Regions from separate parts of the Sus scrofa genome. Here region 1 is linked to region 2. Evidence: chromatin contacts called from public Hi-C data. All regions are on one chromosome and are shown on one strand. The core of a region is the stretch at or near the end of the contact, and the rest is flanking DNA. Distances in the headings are between cores, read along the strand shown.

The links. A called contact is a pair of places that touch in the nucleus more often than the background predicts.
Region 1: a Hi-C map of blood shows a contact between it and region 2, with 4 times the contacts expected there. The contact joins the promoter of CCL16 here to the enhancer-like site in region 2. A contact is called at or near these places in 1 of 5 promoter capture datasets (liver), 26 of 47 Hi-C or Micro-C datasets (adipose tissue, alveolar macrophages, blood and 14 more) and 2 of 2 datasets of contacts at active chromatin or transcription factors (alveolar macrophages and skeletal muscle).

Annotation. Positions count from the first base shown.
Region 1 is chr12:39,616,937-39,619,636 of Sscrofa11.1, forward strand. It overlaps CCL16 (C-C motif chemokine 16), which reads left to right and starts at 1,251. Exons shown (of 3, transcript XM_003131714.4): 1 at 1,251-1,553. The coding sequence starts at 1,478.
Region 2 is chr12:39,467,115-39,469,814 of Sscrofa11.1, forward strand. No RefSeq gene overlaps it. Among named protein-coding and RNA genes, the nearest start is that of CCL4, 12 kb to the right of the region's middle. Within about 2 kb of position 1,332, at least 3 of the 83 cell types and tissues checked have an H3K27ac peak or open chromatin away from gene starts, as enhancers often do. A contact at or near this core is called in alveolar macrophages, where this site is marked.

The DNA of each region.
Region 1 (2,700 bases), core at 1-2,500, 150 kb after region 2:
CTGTGAACTTAGAGAAAGAGCACTCCCAGTGTAGGCACAACGACCACCTTCCCTGGCCTCCAGCCTCCACTGACAAGGCCCAAGAGGGTGCCTGCAGCTAAAGGTACAGCCAGGCTTCCTCGAACTTCATCGCCTCCATGAACAGAGGTCAAGTGCTGTCCCACCTACACACTCTCCCCACCCTCATAAAAAGCCACGGTTTCACCACCATTAACTGCCTTGAACCCACCAGGACTAATTGCATCATATGTGTTCCCTATTTATGAGCAGTCATGCCAATCAGCAAGCCCCATAAGGATCTTCATAGTCCTTGTTTTGCTCTGCCTCCCTCTGCTCTGATCTCCCAAAACATTCCCTCAGGCTTCAGAAGTTCACAGTCCATCAAAGGCAAAATCTCTCTTTCATTTCTTCTCTGAACGCTGCCTCCAATCTGAAACGGGGTCCTGAGGCAGTCTGAAGAGAGAAGATGCTGAGGGACGGGTCCAGCCTCAGCCAAAGCCCGAGGGCAGAAGCTAGAACTTTGGGTCTCAGAAGCAGGTTTTCGGGCTTGGAGTCTTGGGGCGCCCTCTGCTGGTCACAGTGGCAGATCCGATTAACCCACACAGCGGGCACCCAGAAGGGATCAGACAACTAGACCTAAAACTGGTTCTGAGTCCAAGGTCCAAAGAGATAAATGAGAACATTAACAAATAAACCAAACACTTCAGCAACAAGTGGGGACCAAGGATCAGGATTTTTTTTTTTTTACTATTAGTTACATAACCTGTGACAAAAGTGAGCTCAATCATGGGTTCTGGGAGGGGTGGGGGGAACATCCTTTTCAGAGGGCACTAAACCCTACCCTTGCCTCAGTCTGTGCTCTCCTGCTTTCTGCAAAATGGGAGTGAAGGAGTTCCCACTGTGGCTCAGCAGGTTAAGAACCCGACTAATATCCATGAGGATGCAAGTTCAATCCCTGGCCCCACTCAGTGGGTTAAGGATCCAGCATGAGCTGTGGTGTAGGTCGCAGATGCAGCTCGGATCCCAAGTTGCTGTGGCTGCGGTGTAGGCTAGCAGCTGCAGCTCTGATTTGACCCCTAGCCTCGGAACTTCCATTATGTGTGGGGCTAAAAGAAAAAAGAAAATAAAAAATAAGTTAAATTTGTTTAAAAGGGGAGTGAGAATCTCTCCTCCCTGCGGTGAGGACTAAGCGAATTAGGGCGTGCGAGGTGCTGACACACGGCGCATGCTCACACTTTCCCTTCCACTCGTTTTTTTCCTTCACACGGATTCAAATCTGACTGAATTCACCTCTGCACCAGCCCCTACCCTCCACCACCCTCCCTTTGGGCAGACACCCAGGGAGGCCCGTTGTCTCTCCTCCTCCACCCGCTCTGAAGCGGTCAGAGTCCAGAGAGCTGAGGGCTCAGAGGGAGGACCAGCAGGGAGCCCACCTCCGCTCAGCCCTGCCCTGGAGCTAAACTGCCCCCTCGAGAAGATGAAGGTCTCCGTGGCTTCCCTCTTTCTCCTCATCCTCATCCTCGCCACTACTTCTGCTCTTCGCGGCCAGGAAAGTGAGTGAGTCCACCCGTCCCTGAAGGGCAGCCGAAAGAAAGGGGAAATGGGGCAGCTGGCATGCTGCGAGGTGACGCTGAGAATACTGTCAGATCTCTGTCACCCGCCCCAGGGCCTCTCCGCTCCTGCACCCAGAGCTGCTGTCCTTAATCTCCCTCCTTTGTAAGTGGAGCTGGGCTGTGGTCCACATCCTTCTGGGGTTGGTCGGGCAGGTTCAGGAAGCTGGGTCAAGGTTACATCAGGGGTCCTCGGGATGGAGAGCAGGTGTGAGCACTTAGGAGGAAGAGCCGAGGAAGCAGCAGAAGAGACAGGAGTGAACAAACGTGATGAGGAGGAGAAAAGCCATAGGTTCCCCCGAAAGGGCAGGACGAGGGGAGTCTGGGAGGCGGGCTGAGGGAGGCTAGGGATGAGGGAAGCCCGGGAACGCAGAGTCTGAACCCACAAGGCCTTGCTCGCAGTGTCCGGCATGGATTGCTGGGACCATCAGGGCAACCAAAACAAGTCCCAGTGGGATGCCCAAGAGTGCTATTTTAGCATTTCTGTCTCCATCCCCCAGCCTAGGATTAAATAAAATCTGTAGAAATGAGAAAAGGAGTTGAGAGATTTTGAAGCCACGGGATGCCTGGGACCTATGGAGAACAGGATTCGTTTTGTCCACTCCCTACCCCTTCCTCTGCCATCATTTATAAAGGCTGGTGACAGGGGAGCAACTAAGACACTCAGGTCTTCCACCTACCTGCCTTCAGCTGCCCCATTCTTTTCTCCCTAAAGCTACCCTTGGCATACAGTCTGGTCGGACTCTGCCTGTGTAAACACTCAGGGAGCAAGGGTCACACACACCATTGCAATATGCCCTCATACCCTCAGGAAGCCCCTGGTCTTCATAAATGTTGCCTGAGGCCCAGTGGGACTGTGTGCAGAGGTGTCTCAGGGCCCTTCGGGAAGGTCAAGCAGGAAACCAACCCCCCAAAGCGTGGATCAGCCAAACGGTGCTCTTGAGAAGACTTCAGCTTTGCCACCAGCCAGAAGCAAAGGTCAGGGATTTGCATTCTGCAGGTGTAGCAACCTGCCCTCTGTGTGACACCCCAACTGATGGGCAGTCTGGGGCGCTCAAGGCAAACGGCACTTCTAACCAACCAAGTCCGG
Region 2 (2,700 bases), core at 82-2,581:
CTATAAGAATCAATCAATAGAGTTTCATCAAAATCTTAAACATTTAGTTTTCAATAGATATGGTTATTAAAATGAAAAAGGTAGTCAAACACTGGGAAAACTACTTGCGACACATTTACCCAACAAAGTCCTTGTAGCAAGACTATATGAAGAACTCTGAAAATTCAGTGGGACCACCAACAACCCAACTTTTTAAACAAGCAAAAATTTTAAGACACTTCACCCAAGATTTGGAAGACAAATACGCACATGAAAAAATACTCACCATTAGTCATTAGCAAAGTGCAAAATAAAAGCATAAGGAGATACTAATACTCATCCACAGGAATAGCTAAAAAATACTTGAAAAGACTAATAATCCCACCAAGTGTTGTCCAGGGAGCAACTGGATCACTCATATGCAATTGGTGGAAATGCTAAATTGTACAACCACTGTGAGAAACTCTTTGGCAGTTTCTTTCCACTCTTAGGTATTTACCCAAGAGAAATGAAACCATATTTTCATGCAAGCATGTAGTTATGAATGCTCATTGCAACTTCATTTGTGATAGCAACTGTAAACAACTCAAACATCCACCAACAGATGCATGGATTTACAAACTGAGGTACATGCACACAGTGGAACACTACTCAGGAATAAAAATTAATGAACTATTGACACACAACAGCATGGATGAAAATCAAAATAATTAGGTTGAGTGAAAGAAATTAGACCCCACCAAAAAAGTACATCCTGTATGATTCCATAATGTAAAATTCTAGAATTTTATAAACAGTGACAGAAAGCAGATCTATTTTGAAGGTGACGGATTTATTCATTATCTTGATTGTGGTGATCATTTCACAGAATATACACCTGTTGAAATTTATCAAATTGGACACTATACATAATGTATAAAAAAAATAATTGAAATTTAGTTCCCTTGTGGCACAGCTGGTTAAGGATCTGGCATTGTCACTGCAGCAGCCCAGGTCATTGCTATGGTGTGGATTCGGTCCCTGGCCTGGGAACTTCCACACGCCATGGACACAGCCAAGGAAAAATCATTTAAATTGAAATTCAGAGAGCCGCTTGTGGATTGTGGCTATGTATTGAACAGCTTGGATCTAGGCAGATGAAAAGCAGAAGCCAAGACTGCTCTCGGTTCTTTGCTGCTAGCCTCTTCTCACACCTTTTGGGATTAGTTCTGCCCCCTCCTTCTCTCAGTCCCTACAGAATCTGAAGGACGTTTCTCTGGAGCTGTGGGATGGGGAAGCGGCTGAGGGTAGGGCAAGGAAAGGAATTGTTTCTGTGGGCCCCAAAGAGGTATGAGGTCTCACTTCTCCTTTCTCATTGGACTAAGAACACTCAAACAAGCCATGCAAATCAAAACCGCAATGAGGTTTCCTCACATTCTCACACTAGTCAGAATGGCCATCACTAAAAAGTCTATAAATAATAAATGTTGGAGAGGATGTGGAGAAAAGGGAATCCCCCTACTCTGTGTGTAGAAATATAAATTGGTGCAGCCAATATGGAAAAAAGTGTGGATGTTCCTTAAATAACTGAAATTAGAGTCACCGTACAATCTAGCAATCCCACTCCTGGGCATATATACAGAAAAGATTCAAATTCTAATTTTAATACATGCACCTCAGTGTTCATTGCAACATTATTTATAGTAGCCAAGGCATAGAAACACTCTAAGTATACATCAACAGATGACTGGGGAGAGGACAAGATGGCGGAGGAGTAGGGGGACACGCTCGCCCTCTCCCACAAACACAACAAAAAAAGCACATCTACAGAAGAAATGACTCGCACAGAACAACAACCAATCGCTGGCAGAGGAACCTAAACTCCAATAACGGCAAGAAGTTCGTGACATTATTGGGCAGAACGGGAGAAAAGAGGAGAGTGAGAGAAGGTGAATCCGAGCGGGACGGGCGCTCCCGAAAGGGAACTGCGGAGGAGAAAGGGATCCCGCACCCTGGAAAGTCTCCTACCGGGGGAAAGATCAAACGAACCGGAGGAATCTCCAGATGCAGAGAAGAGTGTAGCAGTAAGTCGGAGTACGGAAAAAAGATCAAGAACCCAACGGACCATCTGAACTACGGGCACAGTCAGCAAAAATTGAGACGCCTGGGTGGGGGCTGGGCACCGAATCCTCGGCTCCAGAGGTTAGTCCCCGGGAAAGGGCCGGGGGACGCCTGGGTGGGGGCTGGGCACCGAGACCTCAGCTCTGAAGGTTGGTCCCCGAGAGGGGGCCGGGGGACGCCTGGGTTGGGGCTGGGCACCGAGACCTCGCCTCCGAAGGTTAGTCCCCAAGAAAGGGCCGGGGGACGCCTGGTGGGGGGGCTGGGCACCGAGACCTCAGCTCCAGAGATTAGTCCCTGGGCTAGGGGGGCGGGGAAGAGCGGAAACTGCTTGGGAGGTCTCTAAACCATTTGACGGGGCAGAGACTGCCTGGGAGACTAGAAAACAAAGCTGTCGCAGAGGAAGGGAGCAATACTCTAGGGGCGGGGAAGTGGAAAGCCGCCTCAGAGGGAACCTGGGAGAAGAGCCTGGTCTGCGCCCGTGCTGGGGAGGGGAGAGAAGAAGGGGTGGGTCCCCATAGAATACCCCCCACGCCACAGCAAGCTTACAGGCCCGCTAGCTAGCAGAAAGCTGTGCTTCCCAGTGCATTCCCTCCCCCCACCCCCGCCACCCCCTATGCTCTC